Regions from separate parts of the Sus scrofa genome. Here region 2 is linked to region 1. The links are chromatin contacts, called in public promoter capture Hi-C maps. All regions are on one chromosome and are shown on one strand. The core of a region is the stretch at or near the end of the contact, and the rest is flanking DNA. Distances in the headings are between cores, read along the strand shown.

Region 1 (5,728 bases), core at 3,228-5,727:
AGAGTAAATCAAACTACAAGCGGCTTTGGGCAGGAAGGAGCTCTCAGCAGGGGCCCCTGTGTCTTGTCACTAACCCTAAACCAGACACCCCCATGTTCGACTCTCCCGCCCTAGCACAGCTTTCAGATCTTTTGATCATACAAACCCTGCCTAAGGTGCTGGTTCTTTCTGCAGATCAAAGACATAGAAATGAAGAATAAGTCATTAACAGACGACCTGATCTCTTTCCTAGCTTCCCCTCAAGTAACCTCGCAAACAAACAAACTGTGTGAACCAGACAGCATCTAAAGAAAGATCACCAGTCAACAAGCCTAAACACAGTGGGGCTGGCAATGACCCTGACTCCTGTCTCAATGATTAACTAAGATGACTTCCCTTTCTCCCTTGAAAAACTTTCATAGCCCAGGTGAATCTTCGGAGGTGGTTTTTGGGAGGGACACTGAGTTCACCATCTCCCCAGACTGCCCGTATTATGATTAAAAGCAACTTTCCTTTCTACCAACATTGCCTCTTTCAAGTGTTAATTTTTTTTTTTTTGCCCCTTTTTTTGTGGGGGGGATGCCGATCCCACAGCCTATGGAGATTCTCAGACTAGGGGTCCAATAGGAGCTACCGCTACTGGCCTACACCACAGCCACAGCACTGCCAGATCCAAGTTGCATCTGCAACCTACACCACAGATCACAGCAACGCCGGATCCTTAACCCACTGAGTGAGGCCAGGGATTGAACATGCAACCTCATGGTTCCTAGTCGGATACATTTCCGATGCGCCACAACAGGAACTCCCCAAAAAGTTTTAATACAGGAGTTTAACAGAGGGTTTTGAACAGGGTAGAAGTCACGAGCAAGGAGTTCCTGCTGTGGCGCAGCAGAAATGAATCTGACTAGTATCCACGAGGATGCGGGTTTGATCCCTGGCCTTGCTCAGTGGGTCAGGGATCTGGCTGTGGTATAGGTCGAAGCTGTGGCTTGGATCCGTGTTGCTGTGGCTGTGGTGTAGGCCAGCAGCTATAGTTCTGATTCGACCCCTAGCCTGGGAACTTCCATAATGCCTCAAGAGCAGCCCTAAAAAGAAGACGAAAAAAAAAGGTCAGAGATTTCATTGACCCCAAATAGCCTCCTATGGCCTCTTTTTCAAGCTCTGAGTACCAGCTGAAAACCAAAGGAGATCTTGGTCTCTTGGTCTGTCTACTGGCAATGATGCAAAGAAGCCAGGAGAGAGGTGAATGACAGTCCTGCAGATGGACAGTAGCCTGAAAAGAAGGCAGTGCAGAGGAAGGAAAAGTACCAAAAGGATCCTGCTGTATCCTGAGCCAAGGAACACTCATGTGGCAGGGGAAAAAAAAAAAAAGGATGCTGTCAAGGCTGATCCAAACAAGAAAAAAAGGGAGAGGAGAAAGACAAAGAAGGCAAGAAAGATAAGGAAGGGGACGTTAAAACAACAAAGTTGAAGATGATGCTGATGAATGAAGTGGTACAAGGACAAGAGTATTTTTTTCTTTCTTGTCTACGAAGGATTTAACCTTCCTGGACACAAGTAATTCATTTTAAATTAAAAAAAAAATTTGAAATGTAAAGGTGTGTAAGATTTGTTTTTAAACTGCCTCTTTGGGAGGAGGTATTGTTAACAAGAATCCTCCAACAACTTTTTAGAGTGTCCTGGTGGTATTTTCAACAGCTACTGACCTCATCAGGTATTGTGTACAGGTTACAAATCAGCCCAGGAATTCAAAGCAGGTTCTTGTCGGTACACAGTACAAATTAATTATATAGGTCATGGTCGCTTTTTCATTTGTCTGTCATGCAGCTTATATGAAAAAATTGTTGTTCTGTTACTGAATACTATTCTGTAATGGGGGAATTGCAATAGTGTTGTGACAGTGAATGTGTCTAAGTAAATATAATAGTTTATTTGTCTTTTTTTTTTTTAAGCCCTACTGCTATTTTATGGTATTATAATGAGGGGCAAACAAAATAATGTTTGGGAAAGTGCTTTGTAAAACATACAAATCTAAGCGTGAAAGAACATTATTATTAAACAGGTGGGCTGTGCAGAGAAAGTGCCAAAGTGGATTCATTCATTGAATACATTTGTTTTTTGGCTGCACCTGCAACACATGGAAGTTCCTAGGCCAGAGATCGAATTCTAACCACAGCTGCAGCCCATGCCACAGCTGCGGCAATGCCAGATACTTAACCCACTGCAATGGACCAAGGGTTGAACCCACATCTCCGCAGCAACACGAGCCACTGCAGTCGGGTCCTACTCTGCCACAGCAGAAATTCTCAGCAAATCTACTGAGTGCTTGGCACTGTTCAGGCACTGAGGATATTATCAAGGAGTACAACAGATTAAAAAATCTCTGCCCTGGGGTTCCCATAGCGGTTCAGCAGTAACCAATCCGACTAGTATCCATGAGAATGTGGGTTCCATCCTGGCCTCCCTCAGTGGGTTAAGGATCCAGTGTTGGCTTGGATCTGGTGTGGCTGTGGCTGTGGTGTAGGCTGGCAGCTGTAGCTCTGATTCGACCCCTAGCCCGGGAATTTCCATATACCACAGGTGTGCCCCCCCCAAAAAAAGACAGACATAGGAGCAAGTACACCTGGTCACAGATGTAGCTCCCCAATCAGCCTGCTGAACAGAAATTGATGGGTTGTTTGTTTTGTTTTGTTTTTTTGTTTTTTGTTTTTGTCTTTTTAGGGCTGCACTCACAGCATATAGAAGGTCCCAGGCTAGGGTGGATTGGAGCTGTAGCCACAGCCACAGCAACACCAGATTCCAGCCTCATCTGCAGCCTACACTATGGCAGGGCAACGCCAGATCCTTAACCCACTTGGCAAGGCCAGGGTTCGAACCTGCGTCCTCATGTATACTAGTCAGATTCGTTTCTGCTGAGCCATGACAGGAACTCCAGACACTGGTTTTACCTGCAGTTCTTGGGCAGAGGATATGTAAGCCATGGAACCACAGTGTCATCACCCATGAGTGGCCTTTAGGGATGACATAATTGTCAACGCAGAGGTTGAATGATCATAGCCTTTGATTTGGTTACTAAAATTCTTTGATTTGTTCTATCATATACTTCACTTACTCTATTCGCCATCAACATATCTAACAGCTCACTACTTAAGATTCTTGCTGGAGTTCCCCTGTGGCATAGTAGGTTAAGGATGCGGCATTATCACTGCAGTGGCTCTGGTTACCGCTGTGGTGCAGTTTGATCCCTGGCCCTAGAAATTCCACATTCCAATTCCCATGGGCAAAAAAACACCCCAAAACAAAACAAAACAGGTTCTTACCTATGTCTCACAACCTACTTGCTTAATCAATATCCATGTCTCATAAGCTACTAGCTTTCTTCTCTATTTAACAAGTTTGTTTCATCCTGTTTCTTTTTCTTGTCTCTATAGCAGAACTGAATATTCTCAAATACAACACACTCCATTATAATGATGTTTTAAATGAATAAAATAAAATGCATAGAACTTTAAAAGAAACTAGTTATATTAAAATATAATTCTCCATTAAGTAACAAGATCTAGCAGCAACAAGTTTTGTTTTTTATGGAAGTTCTGGCCCGGGATGGAATCCCAGTCGCAGCTGCCACCTATGATGCAGCTGCAGCAACTTCTTAACAGACTGTAGAAATAGGTAAGCAGGTCTCTTAACTACGGCAACTTAAGTGATGATGAACTTGATGTTGAGTGCTCTCCAACAATTATAAAGTGATATGAAAATGTCTTTGGGGAGTTACCGTTGTGGCGCAGTGGTGAACGAATTCGACCAGGAACCAAGAGGTTGTGGGTTCAATCCCTGGCCTCCCTCAGTGGGTTAAGGATCCGGCATTGCAGTGAGCTGTGGTGTAGGTCGCAGGCGTGGCTTGGATCCCGCGTTGCTGTGGCTCTGCCGGACCCCTAGCCTGGGAACCTCCATATGTATCGAGAGCGACCCAAGAAATCGCAAAAAGACAAAAAAAAAAAAAAAAAGTCTCTGATGATTGTTGCTGAGAAAGTCACAGGATTCCCAGAATCTGTACTCATGCATTAAAATTCATAGTGAAAAATGCTAGATTTCAGTTAGTTTTCAGTACCCACGGCCTGCAGATTGCAGTTAGAACCTGCCCAGGTTGACCTACCTTTGGCAGGTCAACCACATTCTGGAACCAGCCCAGCACCTCCCAGACCTGTTCGCCTCCAGGGAGAGAGGGCACACGTATTAAAAGGGGACAGGGGTGGGTTTAGTTATAAGAGCACGTAAGTGTTCCTGGGGACAAATGATTAAGAGCACTGCGGCCGGCCCAGCCAAAGAGCTACAGGCGGAGCTCCAGCCAGCATGGACCCCCAGCAGCTCCGCCTCGCTCACGCGGCAGCAGCAAGCACTAGGGAAATGCCGCCCCCAGCCCGCAGGGGGCGTGCGCGCCGGCGGCCCCGCCCCGTGAACGCGGCTAGCGGGGCGTGCCCCCCCCGCCAGGCATCAGCAATCTATCGGGAGCGGCGGGTGGTCGGCGCGGCGTGCTTGGCGGCAGCGGCGGCGGCTCTGGGCACTGGGGGCCCTGCTGGGAGGAGACAGGCAAGCAAGGCGGCGGCGGCGGCGGCGGCGGTTGCGGTTGCGTGTCTGCAGGTCGCAGCGTCAGGCTTCGGGAGCTGCATCGGCACAGGGAGGAGGATGGCGGAGTCATCGGACAAGCTCTATCGGGTCGAGTATGCTAAGAGTGGGCGCGCCTCCTGCAAGAAATGCAGCGAGAGCATCCCCAAGGACTCGCTCCGGATGGCCATCATGGTGCAGGTGCGGGATGAGAGGCCGCTTTGTGCGCGGCGGGGGTTTCCAAGCGTCCGGGGAGGGTTGGGGGAGGGCTGGCCCAGAGCCGCGGGCCAGGCCGGCCGCTCGGAGCCCGCGCTGGGCCTGCGGGCGCTGCTGCTGCCGCTCCTCCCGGCGTGTGGCCCGCCGGGTGGACTCTTCCGGAAGGTTTTGCTGATGTTGCTGAAAAAGCCCGGGAAATACGGTGTGGAGCTGGTGGTGCCTTTTATTTTGTAAAAAATAAGGAGCTGCTTTTATCCTTACTCCGGGGTGGTGCTGTTCTTGTTTCTGTTATTGCTATTCGCCTTGGAAAGAAAATGTACGTGTGGTCTTTGGAAGTTAGTTTGGTTTTGACCTACATTGCGCTGGAAGATTTTTGTCTTATATTCGTGGTGGCGACTGGCAAGTGAGGGTTTTTTTTTTTTTTTTAAGCTATTTTTGGCAATCTTCTACATTCGCTCACTCTCATTTTTTAAAATTATGCAAAGCTATGCAAGTCGGTGTCGTTTCAGTACGGTGCTCCCTCTTTGAGCTTAATTTGTGGTTTAAAATAACCTTTTCCCCAAACTTTCCAACTTCGCAGACTTGCTGCATTTGCAGCTAATCCGATTTGAGTAAGAATGGCTCCGGGGGTTCCTTATCTGGATTTATTGGCTGATTAGGGAAATCCCTCTGGTGGTCCCCGAGGCCTACAGAGATGGCCAGAGGCTGTTGGAATGAGGTGTTTATCTGGACCTCAAGGTCCCAGTAGCTTGATTTTCTCTCCCCTCCGTGAGGCAGTTTGTGTTGTTGTGTTTTTTTTTTTCCCCCCTGTATTTTTAGGGCCACACCCTTGACATATGGAAGTTCCCAGGCTAGGGGTGGAAGCAGAGCTGCAGCTGCCGGCCTACACCACAGCTCACAGCAACGCCAGATCCTTAACCCAGTG
Region 2 (5,846 bases), core at 91-2,590, 300 kb before region 1:
GTGGCCCTGAAGAACCACTCACAGCCCCCAGGGGGCCTGAGGGGGCCTCCTGAACCTTGACCCAGGCTCTAGATTGACCTCTGTCTGCCCTGTCCTACTCAGAGGTGTCCAGGACACAGGGAGGTAGCCCCCATTTCCTGAAGGAGCCTGGAAAAGGGGCGCTTTGGAAGCGGGGGAGGGAAGCTGGGAAGGTAGCCAGCTGACTGCATCCCTAACATGCCACTTTTGGGCCCAGAAATTTTTTTTTGGCTTTTTAGGACCACACCCGAGGCACATGGAAGTTCCAAGGGTAGGGGTTGAATCAGAGCTGCAGCCGCCAGCCAAGGCCGCAGCCACAGCAGATCCAAGCTGCATCTGTGACCTACACCACACCTCACGGCAACACCAGATCCTTAACCCACCGAGTGGGACCTCTCGGATACCAGCTGGGTTTGTAATCTGCTGAGCCACAGTGAAAACTCCAAAATTTTTTTTTTAATGAGAAACAGCAAGCCAGTGGGAAAAAGCTGAGCCTTAGAGACAGAGTTGGAATCAGCGAGCCATGTCATTTGAACCATTCTTTTCATCTGCCTGGCCTTGGAGCATTTAAATTCACGTGGTTAATTTGCTCTTCTGCAAAAAGTGGGATAGGCCCATGTCACAAGATTACTGTAAAAACTTGAGTCATGTGTAAAGGGTCTGACACATAAGAGATGTCCAAGAAATGGCAGTTATAATAGAGATGACATAAAGGCAGGGACAGAGTGAGGGGATAAAAGAAGGCTATTGATGCTCCTCTTGGAAAGTCACGAAGCCGCTTAAACCACCAGACATATGAGTTGAGCACCAAGGTCACGCGTCACCCAGGCCCTGGGGAGACCTCTGGGGGTTTTCACCTCGCCCTAGACCAGGGCGTGCTGGTAAGACAAACATTTTGTCAAACAAAAGGGCACTTCATAGACGGATGTCAGAGCTGGCAAGGACCTTAAAGGCCATCTGATCAGCACCGCTTTTCACAGTTACGGAAACCAAAGCCGAGAGGGGCAAGAGGAATTCTCTAAGGCCCCGCAGACCAGGAGCCAGAGTCAAAGCTCAGATCTCCAAAGTGCCAAGGACAAGCCCCTTGAAGTACCTGTAACCCCGTGAGGGTCACATATTCTGTGGGCCAGGGCCACGGTCAGGCAGGCAGCCCACAAGACACAGACAAGACTCAGGAAACGCCTCCTACTCACTCCTGGGATCACCTGCCACCTTTAAAAGGCAGAAGTCTCCCTCCGCCCCCACCCACAGCTCCAGCCCAGGGGCCTCCCCGCTCTCCCTCTGCTGCTAGAGTTGCACAGGAGGGGGCAGCAGCTGTGCCCGGCACATGCCTCCCGGGAGGAAGCGCCAACATGTGGGCATGGGGGCAGGAAACAGGGCACTGCTTCTCAGGGTCGATTCAGAAGGGACAGTGGGACAGTGCCTCTCTGTGGGGCTGGTGAGATAAATGTTCAGATGCTTTCCATCAAATGCAGTTTTCCGAGAAAACTCAATGAAGGGAAAATTCTGAAGGCATACCATTATCAGAAAAAAATAGGATGCCAATCTCCAGCTTCAGTTTTCTGCTTCTAATATTTTAATAGGCAAATGTAAGGAAATGTATGTCAATAAGAATGCCGCTCTGAGCTGGAGGCGGCGGCTAATGGATGCCCTGAAGAAAAAATATTTTCCGAATTTTCTAGAACAAGCACGTATTGCTTTTATTTTTTAAAAAGTCGGGAGGTTTCTGATTAAGGTATGGCAGAAGGTGAGAACCCTTTTAATTTTTCTTCCGTTGCTGCAGAAGACATTTTATTTATTTATTTTTGTCTTTTTGCCTTTTCTAGGGCCGCTCCCATGGCATATGGAGGTTCCCAGGCTAGGGGTCTCATCAGAGCTGTAGCCACCAGCCTACGCCAGAGCCACAGCAACTCGGGATCCGAGCCGCATCTGCAACCTACACCACAGCTCACGGCAACGCCGGATCCTCGACCCACTGAGCAAGGCAGGGATCGAACCCACAACCTCATGGTTCCTCGTCGGATTCGTTAACCACTGTGCCACGACAGGAACTCCCAGAAGACATTTTAACAAAGACAAATGTGTCACCCGTTCTCCCAGGAAATGAAGGGACTAGACGGAAATGATCTCCCTCCCTGACATCTGGTCTTCCCTGAGGACAGAGCTGAAATGACTTTTCCCCAGACTGTAACACTGCAACCTCACCCACTCCAGGCCTAGAAGCCAACACTGATTACACAAGGCTCGAAGCCCCTATCAGGTCCGGTCAGCTCAAGGTGAGGGGAACCTCCCAGGCCCTGTCCAGAGGCAGCCGGGAGGGTGTGCCAGCCCCTGAGCCCTGGCACTCTGTCCCCACAGCTCCAGCCCCAGCTGCCGGAGTCCAGGAACAGGTGGAAATACTTGCAGAAACATTTGCTGTCTTGCCAGTCCCCAACGAGACAGAATCTAAAAGTCAAATCAACAGCTGAAAAACAGCCAAACACGTCTTCAATAGAAACATGATGTGACCCGCCCCCCCCCCCCCCCCCGCCACACACACACACTGCTTTGGTTTCCTTAAAATTTTTTTTTTCTCTTTGTCAAGTAGTTGCTCATGGAGACTGCACAGAAATGCCTGGGGCAGAGGTACAGGGCCATGGGTAGGGCGTGAATGCGGGAAGCCTCCAGTGCCAAAACTCAAAAGATGAAGAAGATAAAGCTAGCTGGGTTCAAATCCTGGTGCTCATGGAAGCCACACAACAGGACAACCTGCTCATGGCCCTGAGCCTCAGTTTCCCCTTCTGGTAAAGGGTAAACATGAAAACTGTTTCAGTGTGATCAGAGCTCTCAAGACCACTGTGACAATTCCTGTACAAAATGGCTTTTTATTGTATATGACCAACTGATTAAAATAAGTTATGCTATTGGAGTTCCTGTTGTGGCGCAGTGGTTAACAAATCCGACTAGGAACCATGAGGTTTCGGGTTCAATCCCTGGCCTTGCTCAGTGGGTTAAGGATCCAGTGTTGCCGTGAGCTGCAGTGTGGGTCGAAGACGCGGCTTGGATCCCATGTTGCTGTGGCTCTGGCATAGGCTGGTGGCTACAGCTCCGATTAGACCCCTAGCCTGGGAACCTCCACATGCCAGGGGAGTGGCCCTAGAAAAGGCAAAAAGACAAAAAAAAAAAAAAAAAAAAGTTATGCTATTGCTATTATTGTCACCAATAATTTGGAGAGAGACCAAGGTGGCGGGCAAACCCTGGGTGTGCAGTGGGACAGTGAGTAGCCAGAGAGGACCTGGGGGGAGGGGTGACAGGCCTTGAGCAGCAGGCCTGTCCTCTTCCTCAAACAGGCTCAGGGCTCTCGCCTCCCGACATGCACACATCAGATGCTAGACCTGGTGCATGGATACTTCAACACCAAACCATCCAGAATGTTCCCTGAAAACCTGAAACAACATCCATCCCGCTCCACAGCAACACTCCTCCGAGCCCCCTCCTTCCAGCCCCTGCCCTGAATTCTCCCTCCAGTAGTCAAGGCAGGAACCTGGACTCCCTGCCCACCTGATGGGGGCTGAGGCTGCAGCTGCTGACATGTTTTCCCGCCCCCACAGGGCCAAACTCACACCAAGGGGAACCTGAAACTCACACACCTGAAGCAGCTTATACAAAGCCTTTAATTACCGCCAAAGGTCTTGGCTGAAATCCTTGGAGACTCAGGTATCTACAGAATGGGCTGTGTATATAGACAGTAGGGGGATCCACACCAGAAGCCAGGGGTCTATACTGATCCAGGTACTCTTTGAACAGGCTGGCAACCCGAGCTGTCAATTTTGAGTCAAGCTGGCTCTGCAACTGTTCTGGAAGGTTTGCCTGTCAGGTTCCCTGTCTGTAAATAAGGCTGCAGCTACTGCACCAATCTAGAGTTCACACTGTGAAAAGGGAACACTCGTGAAGTCACAGACAGGGGGCATTTCATCCAAGAGCCAAAGGTCTGGACAACAAAACTAGAGGCCAGGCCAAAGGGTTCTAAGCCTGGCTCTCATATATATCCTACCTGGGTGACCTTGAACAAAGTCACTTTAACTCTGCGGGCTGAGTTTCTTCATTGATAAAATCTGGGATGGGAACTAGCTTCTGTTCTGCGTTCCTTCAGCTTCAAGAGCTTGACTCTGGGAGTCTCCTCACAGCGGTAAATGCCTGATAAAACAGCCAAACACCGCTGATAACGAAATCGAGGGCTCCAGGCCGGACCTGAGATCCTGCTCCTGGCATATGCGGGAAGACTCCCCCGCCTCCCCTCTCGGTCCCGCAAAGCAGTGGCCCTGGCCGGGTGCTGCAGGCCAGCAGGACTGAGGGCCCATTAGATGCCAGCCAGGAGGGAGGAACGCAATGCCGCGGTCCGCACGCCTTCGGGACCCACGTGCACTGCTCCTTTAAACGCTCCAGCCCTTTAACTGCGCGCATCGCGCCCACCCCGGCGGCGGGGAGGACCCGGCCCGGCAGAAGGCCCAAGGCCTGGGGCCGCTCCCCGCGCTCCTTCCACTCCCCAGTTCCGGTCCGGCCCCGTCGCCGCTGTCCTGGCGCCCTCCCCGCCCCGGCCGCTGGGGCCACAGCCCCGGAACCACCCAAGGGGCCGCGACCGGCCGCGGCGAGGGCCGCGCAGAGAGCAGGGCCCGGCTCCACCCCGCGCCCTCCAAGCCGAAGGCGACCGGGCCGGCCCGCGCACCCCACCCCGCCGGCTCACCTGCTCCACCACGCCGCTCCGGCAGTGTTTACGCGGCTGGCGGAGCGCCCGCGGGACCCGGCGCCGGCGCAGACCCCGCCCCAGGCCCGCCCCGGCCCCGCCCCGTGGGCGACACCACGCTCCCCGGTCCACGTCGCGCCCCACCTGGAGCCGGGGCGCGGGGACAGCAAGCGGCGCGCGAGGGGTCAGGCCTGCCCCGACCCGCCGGGAGACGCTGGGGTGAACCTGACATTGGACTGAGCGATGACCTCAGAGGAAGTGGAGGCCGGGCCTGCAATGTCGGAGGGCCCGGCGGCATCCTGGGGCCGTAGGATCTTTGCTTGGTGGACAGTTTCGTGTCTTGTCGTTTTAGGTCTCCGCGTCCCCCCTCCCCATTTACAATAAGGAAGCGCTAGAGGCTAACGTCTGGAGAATTTTCCTGGTCTGTTTTCTAGAGCCTCAGAACTACCAGGAGCTCTCCATACAATTGAACACGGATGAAATTGCTACCCGTGACCTGAGAATTGACCTACGTTGTTTCCAGGACTTGGGGGCCATGGCTGAGTTGAGATTGTCAGTGATTTGACAATCGAGTAGCTTCACTTTTTAAAAAATTAAGGTGGAATTCAGTGTAAATTTAACCCTATTAAAGTATACAATTCAATGAAATTTAGTACATTCACACTGTGGTACAGTCCCAAAACATTTCCATCACTCCAAAATAAAAGCTCCTACCCATTTTGTTCAGACCCTCTTCTCCCAGGTCCATTGTATGATTCCATGTATATGAAATACCCCAAAATAGGTAAATTGATTGCCAGGATATTTCACATAAATGGAATCATATAATATATGACGTTTTGTATCTGGCTTCTTCTATTTAGCATAAATGCTTTCAAGGTTCATTTACTTTGTCTCATGTATCAGCACTTCACTCATTTTTAGGGCTGAATAATATTCCATTGCATGTGTATACAGCAATTTGTTTATCCATTCATCCACCGATGGACCTCTGCCGTTTCCACCTTTGGGGTACCGTGTTGCTATAAACATACATGTACATATGTTTGTGCATACCTGTGTTCAGTTCTTTAGGATACATATCTATGTATGGCTGGATCATATA

Evidence for each region. Promoter capture Hi-C pulls out the DNA fragments that hold promoters and counts their contacts.
Region 2: a contact with region 1 is called in a promoter capture Hi-C map of fetal skeletal muscle, with 6 times the contacts expected there. The contact joins the enhancer-like site here to the promoter of PARP1 in region 1. A contact is called at or near these places in 1 of 5 promoter capture datasets (fetal skeletal muscle), 4 of 47 Hi-C or Micro-C datasets (alveolar macrophages, brain, liver and 1 more) and 1 of 2 datasets of contacts at active chromatin or transcription factors (skeletal muscle).

What each region holds. Positions count from the first base shown.
Region 1 is chr10:14,239,913-14,245,640 of Sscrofa11.1, reverse strand. It overlaps PARP1 (poly [ADP-ribose] polymerase 1), which reads left to right and starts at 4,477. Exons shown (of 24, transcript XM_003357641.4): 1 at 4,477-4,788. The coding sequence starts at 4,669.
Region 2 is chr10:14,531,900-14,537,745 of Sscrofa11.1, reverse strand. It overlaps a transcript of PSEN2 not described here. Among named protein-coding and RNA genes, the nearest start is that of PSEN2, 9.8 kb to the left of the region's middle. Within about 2 kb of position 1,340, at least 16 of the 83 cell types and tissues checked have an H3K27ac peak or open chromatin away from gene starts, as enhancers often do. A contact at or near this core is called in fetal skeletal muscle and retroperitoneal adipose tissue, where this site is marked.